Linked DNA regions of Arabidopsis thaliana: region 1 is linked to region 2. The links are chromatin contacts, called in public capture Hi-C maps. All regions are on one chromosome and are shown on one strand. The core of a region is the stretch at or near the end of the contact, and the rest is flanking DNA. Distances in the headings are between cores, read along the strand shown.

What was found. Capture Hi-C pulls out chosen DNA fragments and counts their contacts.
Region 1: a contact with region 2 is called in a capture Hi-C map of seedling, with 2.8 times the contacts expected there. The contact joins the promoter of PAA2 here to the promoter of AT2G05720 in region 2. A contact is called at or near these places in 1 of 26 Hi-C or Micro-C datasets (leaf) and 1 of 3 other capture datasets (seedling).

The regions. Positions count from the first base shown.
Region 1 is chr2:2,230,888-2,236,317 of TAIR10.1, forward strand. PAA2 reads left to right here and starts at 3,132. Exons shown (of 9, transcript NM_126597.4): 1 at 3,132-3,414; 2 at 3,497-3,591; 3 at 3,673-3,754; 4 at 3,819-3,915; 5 at 3,991-4,049; 6 at 4,132-4,214; 7 at 4,521-4,616; 8 at 4,806-4,865; 9 at 5,074-5,430. The coding sequence starts at 3,339. The coding sequence ends at 5,166. It overlaps AT2G05830 (NagB/RpiA/CoA transferase-like superfamily protein), which reads left to right. Exons shown (of 8, transcript NM_201699.2): 5 at 1-19; 6 at 289-427; 7 at 523-791; 8 at 872-1,262. The coding sequence ends at 952.
Region 2 is chr2:2,144,098-2,149,731 of TAIR10.1, forward strand. AT2G05720 (Transducin/WD40 repeat-like superfamily protein) reads left to right here and starts at 3,095. Exons shown (of 2, transcript NM_126590.1): 1 at 3,095-3,530; 2 at 3,724-4,118. The coding sequence starts at 3,095. The coding sequence ends at 4,118. ACO3 (aconitase 3) reads left to right here. Exons shown (of 19, transcript NM_126589.3): 11 at 46-231; 12 at 314-381; 13 at 474-592; 14 at 705-826; 15 at 938-1,036; 16 at 1,116-1,595; 17 at 1,683-1,781; 18 at 1,864-2,106; 19 at 2,185-2,581. The coding sequence ends at 2,253. It also overlaps the pseudogene AT2G05715.

The DNA of each region.
Region 1 (5,430 bases), core at 1,882-4,381, 87 kb after region 2:
AACTCGTCCATTTAATCAAGTAAAACTCCTAAATTAATACTTTTTCTTTCTCAATATCGTAAGAAGAAGAATCCGTAGAATACCTTAAGTTGTTAGGGACGATAATTACCTCTATATTGACATATGTGTTCTTATCAAAACGGTGGTAAAAGCTTCAAAACCATGAAGGAACGTAGGACAGATACTTCTTGTGGCAGCTCCCTGAATCCATTGCTTTATAGAGTTTTCATATCTTGTTGAACTGTTGTTGAAAGTCTTTTGAATTTATGACTAAATGGCAATTGACAGGGATCGAGGCTTACAGCGTTTGAGTTGGTGCATGAGAAAATCCCTGCAACTCTCATTGCAGACTCAGCTGCAGCTGCACTGATGAAAGATGGTCGTGTTGATGGTGTCATCGTTGGAGCTGATCGTGTGGCTTCAAATGGTACACTCAAACACCTTAGATAAATCCGTTTTCTCTCACAAATCTGATTCCTTATGACTGAATCACTTCTTAACCAATTCATTGATATACTCCAGGCGATACTGCTAACAAGATTGGGACTTACAGTCTCGCCTTGTGCGCAAAACATCACGGGATCCCATTTTATGTTGCTGCACCTCTTACCTCAGTTGATCTGTCACTTTCATCCGGGAAAGAAATCGTGATAGAGGAAAGATCTCCAAAGGAGTTGATGCACACACACGGAGGACTTGGTGAACGCATTGCAGCACCAGGGATCTCAGTTTGGAACCCAGCTTTTGATATGACTCCAGCAGAGCTGATTGCAGGAATCATAACCGAGAAAGTTCGTTTTTCCAGCCTTGCTTGTTCTGGAAGATATTTATGCTCATTTATTTGAATCTCTCAACGTGTTTGTATATGCAGGGGGTCATAACAAAGAATGGCAATGATACATTTGACATAAGCAGCTTTGCCAAGAAGATAACAGGAAACTCATCTCGTTGAAGTTAGAGTCAGCATTGCGACTTGCGGATGTTCCCCTCTCTCTATATACTTGCAACAAAGCAAATTACTTTGTAATGTTTGAGCTACTAAGTACACTGTGGTAAAAATTGTCAAAAATAAGAAATAATCGATACGTTTTAGCCAATTGTAGGTAGCCAAAATGCTGGTCTTGGGTTTAATGCTAATGAAGATTGGGAAACAACTTGTTTTAGTGTAAAACAACTTGTCCATGGGCTTGCCCGGTCCATCTTGACTTGGTTCTTATTTCTCTATTTTTTTAAGTTTAAGAAAAGAATACCGTTTCTCCTACCCGTCAATATTGAAATAATTTCAGAGGTTTTCCTTGTTCTGTGTCAACAAACAATTCGAAATGCCTCGACTTTATCAATTTTTTGATAATTCTGAACTTTAGACCAAATGCATATGGACGAGCTATATTCTGGACCAAAAAACAAATGGTCTAATTGGGCATATGACCAGTTTTGTCCACGGATAATATGGGCTTGACCATATGGACAACGGGCTGCCCATGGGCATGAATTGAGTCAATAGACATGTCTTCATTTAATTGTATTTTTATAATTTTAATTACAATTACAACTAAATAATTTTTAAATAATATATTTTACATTTATAAGTTTTTACTTTTCTGAAAATTTTAAATTTTAATGAATTATTTCTTATTAAATTATTTACGATTTTAAAGGAAAGATAGTATTCCACAATTTTCTGGAATACGCAATTTTTAAATTTTACGGTTTTGACGGGAAAAATACAATTCTCCGATTTTACGATTTTGACGGAAAAACGTAATTCTGCAAATTTTCCACCAAAATCGTGATTTTATTATATTGGCGAGAACACAATTTTACGGTTTTGACGGGAAAACGCAATTCTCTGATTTTACGGTTTTGGCGGGAAAACACAATTTTCCAGCCAAAATCGTGATTTTATTATATTGGCGAAAAACACAATTTTACAGTTTTAGTGAGAAAACACAATTCTCCGATTTTACGGTTTTAGCGGTTAAATCGTTATTTTTTTGTATCGGTGAAAAAAATAATTTTACGATTTTACCGTTTTGGCGAAAAAAGCAATTCCATAATTTTTTCGTCAAAATCGTGATTTTATTGTATTGGTAAGAAAAACACAATTTTACCATTTTGTCGAAAAAAGACAAGTCTTCGATTTCTACAATTTTTACGGAAAAATGCAATTTCTCAATTTTTCTTTAAATTTATGATTTTTGATTTATCAATAATAACAATAATAAAATAGGCTAACCATGGGCTTGCCATATGGACATGGTCTTTATTGGGCATGGACATTTTTCGGACCAAACCGTCCAACTTGGCCCATAAAAAAACTGTCCGTACGGACACGCCCAATGGTCTTTGGACGGACCATTTGACACATCTAGAAACAACCGTCAGCAGTAGCCATTCGTTAAGAGTTTCAGAATTCCGATATATACATTTTGATACAACCTACACAAAAACAAAGACAAAGAGAGAAAATCCAACTATGAGGAGGATTATCTTGTTGATAGTGCCATCAAAAACAAGAGTTAGTTATTCACCTGAAGGTTTGGCTAAACAAAGTATATTATCTCTTTTCATATACCTGTCAATTACATCTTGACGCTGCATTGTCAACAATAGAGACCTCCTATGTCCTTTGTATTCACTCTTGGCTTTCTTAAGTACTCTAGTAGATTCATCTACAAATGTAAACATGGTTGTCTTCGCCGCGAGGTCGTTTGCATGTTCTTCTTTTACTTGTTTCGTTTCAGTTCGTTCTTGATCCTGCAAGATCGGGCGTCTTCTCATTGCGGCGTTAGTTAATTAAAGTATTTTGTGCAAAAAAAATTTCCGTCCAATTTTGCAACTTTATACTCTATGTCCAAAAAAAACAAAATAATTATATGAAATTTAAAATAATACGTAATATAGTCAATTTTTACAATTTTACATATTGTAAACGTAAAAACATTTGTTTTTGAAATTTTTTAAAAAATAAATAGTTAAACTACTCATATCAAGAATTTTGATTTGATATATTATTTATCAAAATTTAAAAGTTTAATAATATCAAAAAAAATTATATTGTGTATTTTTTTAATTTTATATAATTATTCTGCATTCTTTTAACGTGAAATGTAAAGTTGCAGCCCCAGGGAGTATTTTAGAGTTTTTTCGAAGATAATTGTAATCTTAACTTATTATTTCAAGGGTATTTTGGGAGATTGACTATTTTTTTTTGGGTTCTGTCTTGAAGACAAAGAAAGCTTTCTTCTATAATACATCTTTCTCTACAGATCACACAGAAGCAAAAATTCCATCTCCGATTTCGGAAGAGAGTTGTTCTCTTCTCTGAGAAGAAGAAGATGAGCAGAGGAAGCGGCGCTGGTTACGATCGTCACATCACTATTTTCTCACCGGAAGGTCGTCTCTTCCAAGTCGGTCAGTAATCAATTTCTCTATCTTTTTTGTTTTTTTAATTTATAACTTCGGAGATTGATATTACTGGTTACGGATTTTGTAGAGTATGCTTTCAAAGCCGTGAAAGCAGCTGGAATCACATCGATCGGTGTCCGAGGGAAAGATTCAGTATGCGTCGTTACGCAGAAGAAAGTTCCGGTGAGTCCTCTTTTGACTCCTTAGGGTTTTTGTTCAAGTGAGGGTTTTGAATTAGGGATCTGATGAATGATTTGTGGGCAGGACAAGCTTTTGGATCAGTCTAGTGTATCTCACCTTTTCCCTGTTACCAAGTACCTTGGATTGTTAGCCACTGGCATGACAGGTTTGTATTTCTCATCACAATGCTTGTTCATTATGGTCATGTTTTGATCTTTCTGGGGTTGCAGCTGATTCAAGGTCATTGGTACAACAAGCTAGGAATGAGGCTGCTGAGTTTAGGTTCCAATATGGTTATGAGATGCCTGCAGATATTCTTGCTAAATGGTAATTAATTACAGACTCTATGTGTCTCTCTACACTTATGAAAGTTACTAATACTGAACTATTGTGCTGTGACAGGATTGCAGATAAGTCTCAGGTTTACACACAACATGCTTACATGAGACCCCTTGGAGTAGGCAAGTTTCCCTAATCCCTATTTATACATTTTACTTGTGTGGTGGTTTTATCCTGATTCTTGTTTTCTTTGTCTTTGTGAAGTTGCCATGGTTCTAGGTATTGATGAAGAGAGAGGACCTCTACTTTACAAGTGTGACCCAGCTGGACATTTTTACGGTCACAAGGTAATACCACCTACTTGTTATGATTAGATAAGCCTCTGCCTCTTACATGCATATTCGTATAGACTACTGCCTTTGCTAACATGGAAGAAAGAAACATTATATTGCACTTGCCTAACCAGATACTGTACTGAGAAACTTATCTGCTTTTAAGAGTTACTGGTTGACCATGGAGGTGAAACCAAAAGTTCTACACACTGTAAACCTGTGAAATATGATGTAGTCACATACGTGGTACATATGTTCCATAGGATCAGAGGCTTCTATATAAAGTTTCTCCACTTATAAGTTAGCAAACATATGATGCAGGCAACTAGTGCTGGTATGAAAGAACAAGAAGCAGTCAATTTCTTGGAGAAGAAAATGAAAGAAAACCCTGCCTTCACATATGATGAAACAGTACAGGTAATTATGGACAATCCTTCTTTATTTTAGATCGGAAGCAGGTTGATCATTTGCAATGTTCATTTGCTTGCACTTTAAAAGCTTTATTGTTTTATATTAGGTTTAGAAACTGTAGGAACGCACAAAACACCAAAATTCTGTGACAGACCTAGACCATTATATCTGACTTTGAGTTATCAACTTTTGTAGACTGCTATATCCGCTCTCCAATCTGTTCTTCAAGAAGACTTCAAAGCAACTGAAATTGAGGTGTCAATTCTCCACTATCTGTACTCCTTTTTGTATAAATGTTGGCAAGAGTAGTATTTTGTATATATGTTGGCCAGAGTCGAATCGTGTTAGCCAGAGTTGTATCGTGGTTAGGAATAAAGAAGGAGAAACCAATGGAAATGTAGTTTTGTTAAAGCTTTGTGAAAAGGCATGTAAATATTTATGCTGGCTACTGTTGTGTTGGCAGGTGGGAGTTGTGAGAGCTGATGACCCTCTCTTCCGTTCCCTGAGAACAGAGGAGATCGACGAGCACTTGACGGCCATTAGTGAACGTGACTGATCACTTTCACTGGAACATTCAGTCGGGACTTTGCATCTCTTTCTTTTGCTTTAAATCTATCTAAGATGATTCACGTTTCAGAGAAACGTGTTTCCATTAGTCATGAGTCGTGTAGTTTTCATTTGAATCATCTGCTTCCTCCTAATAGGAGTTACATGTAAGGGTGTCAAATTAAGGTCGAATGAGATGGTTTAAGGTTTTGAATTTTAAAAGGCAAAACAAAGAAAGTTATTTACAAAAATTGGGAAATCTGCAAAACCTGGA
Region 2 (5,634 bases), core at 1,845-4,344:
GGAAATCAATGTTTATTTCTGAATATTGCTATTCATTCTCCGCAGGGTTTTGCTATACCTAAAGAGGCACAAGAAAAAGTGGTAAATTTTTCGTTCGATGGACAACCAGCAGAGCTTAAACATGGAAGTGTGGTGATTGCTGCAATCACAAGCTGTACTAATACATCAAATCCCAGCGTCATGCTTGGTGCTGGTCTTGTTGCAAAGAAGGCTTGTGACCTTGGGCTACAGGTTGGTTTCACGAGAGCAAACTAGAAATCTATCTGATGCCTCGACATTTTCTGATCCCTTTTTCAAAAACTTGCCTCTGTAGGTTAAGCCTTGGATAAAGACAAGTCTTGCTCCAGGCTCAGGAGTTGTTACAAAATACTTATTAAAGAGGTATGTCGTATTTTTATCTAGTTCTTCGTTGTTAAAGGCTAATTCTTTCTTATGTGATGGTAAATTTAAGTGTAACATCTTACTCCATGCAGTGGATTGCAAGAATATCTGAATGAACAGGGTTTCAATATTGTCGGCTACGGGTGCACTACATGCATCGGGAATTCTGGGGAAATTAATGAATCAGTGGGAGCTGCTATTACCGAAAATGGTATTATTGAGATTCCCAACTAAACTTACTTTGGACTTTCCATCCTTTATATTACTATTATATATAAGTAAGTAGCTGATTTGTTTTCAATATTTGTGTTGCTTGGTTTTAGACATTGTGGCGGCTGCTGTGCTATCCGGTAACAGGAACTTTGAGGGGCGTGTTCATCCACTAACAAGAGCCAATTACCTTGCATCTCCTCCGTTGGTGGTTGCCTATGCTCTTGCTGGCACGGTAATAAATCTTGAGAACTTGTCAAAGTTCAACTTACATTTTGTATGAGATAATGACACATGACTGATTATCACATTGGTAATTTTGGCGTTCTTCTTTCTTATTTTCCAGGTTAACATTGACTTTGAAACGGAGCCTATTGGCAAAGGAAAGAATGGCAAGGACGTCTTCTTAAGAGATATCTGGCCAACCACGGAAGAAATTGCTGAGGTATATACGACTTAACCAGAGAACAATAACATCTTTTTTATACACAAATATTAAACTAATCTTTTGACATATGGATCAGGTTGTTCAATCCAGTGTTTTGCCTGACATGTTCCGAGCAACGTACGAGTCAATCACCAAGGGTAACCCCATGTGGAATAAGCTGTCTGTTCCTGAGAATACCCTCTACTCATGGGATCCCAACTCAACTTACATTCACGAGCCTCCATACTTCAAGGACATGACCATGGATCCTCCTGGTCCACACAATGTGAAGGATGCTTACTGTTTACTCAATTTTGGGGACAGTATCACCACTGATCACATCTCACCAGCTGGAAACATCCAAAAGGACAGTCCTGCTGCAAAGTTTCTCATGGAGCGTGGCGTTGACCGTAAGGACTTCAACTCATATGGAAGTCGCCGTGGGAATGATGAAATAATGGCCAGAGGTACTTTTGCTAATATCCGTATCGTTAACAAGCTCATGAATGGTGAAGTTGGCCCTAAGACTGTTCACATTCCATCTGGAGAGAAGCTCTCAGTCTTTGACGCTGCCATGGTTTGTATTTATCTAATTAAAATTTGTATTACTGACTGTATGTTGATCATGTCGAATGTCTCCTTATCATAATGTCAAATGTATCAGAGGTACAAGTCATCTGGTGAAGACACAATTATTCTGGCTGGAGCTGAGTATGGAAGTGGTAGCTCACGTGATTGGGCTGCCAAGGGACCCATGCTACAGGTTTAGAACCGCTTCTCTAGTTTCTTTCCGCATAAACCAATCTTACTGTTTTATTCTGAAACAACAAGTTTGGGATTGTCAGGGTGTTAAAGCGGTGATTGCAAAGAGTTTTGAGAGGATTCACCGAAGCAACTTGGTGGGAATGGGAATCATCCCATTGTGCTTTAAGTCCGGTGAAGACGCAGATACTCTTGGATTGACTGGTCACGAACGCTACACGATCCATCTCCCAACCGATATCTCAGAGATAAGACCTGGCCAAGATGTTACCGTCACTACCGACAACGGAAAATCTTTCACTTGCACAGTCCGCTTCGACACAGAGGTAACTAAATACTCCAATCTTTAGTGAAAAAAAGCTTTTCAATGTGAAGGAACTAATAATGGTAAAATAAATGTGCAGGTGGAATTGGCATACTTTAACCATGGAGGCATACTTCCATATGTTATCAGAAACTTGAGCAAGCAATAGTGAAGGAAGCAATACACAAGTTATGGAGCAAAATAAAAGAGTGTTTGTTTCTGTTTTAAAATGTCTTTTTTAAAAGGCAGATAAGTCTGTCTAGGATTAGGTTAAAAGGTGAGTGATCTCATGCAATATATGAGTTTCAGTGGGTTATTCTTACACGCTTAGGCTCCCATGTTTCGCAACTTGCAAGAGTTGAATATTATTGTTTTTGAAAAGGAATAAGAGAGCCTTCTTGCATATTCCCATTACTGACTCCCAAAGACCTCGCAATCTGTTGCATTTCACAAGCGTATTCAGCAGCATCTATACCAATTCTCAGATCATGTTCAAGAACACCTGCTCTATTCAAATCTACTTGCACCATTAGAGTAACCAACTAATACATAAGAAACACAAACATCTTGCAGCTGAAGCCTAAAACCAATACAAGAATCTGATAAAACCAAACTGAAACTTGTCATAAATTCCATATGAACCTGAGAGTAATCTCCTGTGTCTGAATGAAGTAACTTGCCAGCATCTTCTTCCATATGAACCCTAGTAATACCAAAATCTCCTATGTCCACCACCAAACTCAAGAGGAATATCCAAATCTGATAACCTTGAAGAAGATCTGGATAAAAATACTGCTTCCTATCGAATTTAGACTTAAGAGACAAATCACAATTCAAAGCTAACCCCAATAACCCACTTTTTTAATAGATTTCCTTTCTTTCTTTCTGATCCATCTCGTTTACTTTGCTATAAATAAGAGCTTTGGTAAGCCAAACCTTCTTGTCTTCTAAGTGAACTAGTCTTGTCACGAGCTTCTTCTAGATCTTGTTTCAAAAGTTTGTTTATACCAATGGGTCCAACAGAGCTTAGAGAGGCTAGAATAGAAATTACCAAAGATTTTATAAAGAGAGCTGCTCTAAGGATTCAGCGTGAAAATCGGCGAAGGAATGATCCAGATGAAGATAAAAATGCTGAGACTAAATTGGCTTTAAAGCATTGTAAAGACATGGTTCTTGGTTCTAGTAAATTTGGGGATGATCGTCCTCTTACTGGTTGCTCCTTATCACGAGATGGAAAAATACTCGTCACATGTTCTCTTAGTGGGGTTCCTAAATTGTGGGAGGTGCCTCAAGTTACAAACAAGATTGTTGTCTTGAAAGGTCATAAAGAACATGTAACTGATGTAGTGTTCTCGTCTGTGGATGATGAATGTCTAGCAACTGCTTCTACTGATCGAACTGAAAAGATATGGAAAACGGATGGAACACTTCTACAAACTTTTAAAGGTCATTCAGATCGTCTTGCACGCATTGCATTCCACCCGTCATAGTCGTAGTGTTGAGATGCCTCCGGACAACGAGTTTTGATAAAACATGGAGATTGTGGGATATAAACATAGGAGTTGAGATGCTTTAACACAAGAAGGTCATAGTCGTAGTGTCTACGGAATTGCATTTCAACAAGATGGATCATTAGTAGCTTCTTCGGGTTTTGATTCGCTTGCAAGAGTTTGGGATCTTCGTACGGCTAGGAATATTCTTATCTTCCAAGGACATATCAAACAGGTTCTCTCGGTGGATTTCTCTCCTAATGGTTATCATTTGGCATCTGGTGGTGAAGATAATCAATGCCGTATTTGGGATCTACGGATGAGAAAGTTGTTGTATATTATACCAGCTCATGTGAACCTCGTTTCTCAAGTAAAGTACGAACCACAAGAACGCTATTTCCTGGCTACTGCCTCACACGACATGAACGTTAATATATGGTCAGGTAGAGATTTCTCGCTTGTTAAAAGCTTAGTAGGACATGAGTCAAAAGTCGCATCTCTTGATATCGCTGTAGATAGCTCGTCTCGCAAGTGTTTCGCATGACCGCACCATAAAGCTTTGGACATGCTGTGGGAATGATGAAGATAATGGGAGAGAAACAATGGACATAGAACTCTAGTTTGTTTTTGAGTTATTTACATTTTACACTCTCACATACTTTTTCATCTTTCATTTTACACTCCCACACTTTCATCTTCCAAAACAATTTTTTTCCTGTGTTATTACCGAAACGCCCCCAACTACATACCATACACTTTTATCTTTCAAAAATAACGGTCCTCTTTTTTTTTTTCTCTCTCTCATTCTCTCTCTTATTATTATTTTAGTTACTTAATATAAAGTGTTTTGTCTGTTTTCTTATATAATAAATCAAGAATTCATTTTTCCTACATTTTAAGATCCATTGTTACTATATTTTAAGTAAATAATTATATGACAGTTTATCCATTTCCGATCGAACATTTGTTTACTATTAAATGGATTTTAAAAGGTACTTGCACAAATATACTATACCGATATTTATAACTACTGATCATCCAAACATGTGAAAGAAAGTGAATGCAAAGCTTGAAAAAACAAAAATGCAGATGTATTAATTCAAGCGTTCTGATCTGATCTGATTCAAATAAAAGAGAAGAACATGACAAGTAAGATGTCCATCAAAGATTGTATATATGGATGATGGCAAGTATGTTGACTATTCAGTGTTATTAAGTATGTTTAGTGAACTTGATCTAAGCAATATCCTTTGACCATCTAAGTGGATAAGTGTTTATGGACAAGTGTTAATGGACAAGTATTTATGGCCGAAACTAAGTAGATGAACTGAAAGTGTTTAGAGAACCTTAAATCTATTATGGTGTTGCTGGTTGTGATGGTTTCCCAAGCCTGCAACAAGTCTTGATGATTTTCAATTGGCCGACGATATATATGGTTTTCACAAAGCATATACAGTTATCCAAACTTACTTTTATTTGTGTGTTTTTAAGCTGGTGGTTCTTTAAGTCATCCATTTGTTCGAATCTAGTAGACTAGTACATGGACGATATGAACATGTTGAAACAAACAATTGTTCACAATGTCATGGATGATATGGTTATTAATGAATCAAATCAGATCAGAACTCTTGAAATAAATTTGCATTTTTGTTTTTTCAAGCTTTGCATTCACCTTCTCTCATCTGTTTCACTACAAGAAATATGGGCACTCTTAGCACACGGAAAACACTATAATATTGTTTATATAGCGAATTCATAAACGCTGTGTTTGCTGGAACTATCTTAGGTCGGTCACATACAATAGCTTTTTTTTGCTATGCTATGTTATGTAAATATATCATAGCGTAAATTATGTTATATGATTATTATTTTTGCAGCTCAGTTTTAATGTTGTATTATATTGTGTTGTAGCAATTTATATTTGTTTATTATATTACACTTATAGCTCTTGTTTATTGCTCTACTACATGTTTATGTGATATCTTATTTCATATACATTTAATCCTATTTACATAAATATTTAGTTAAATTTATTAAAAGGATTATATTAGATATATTAT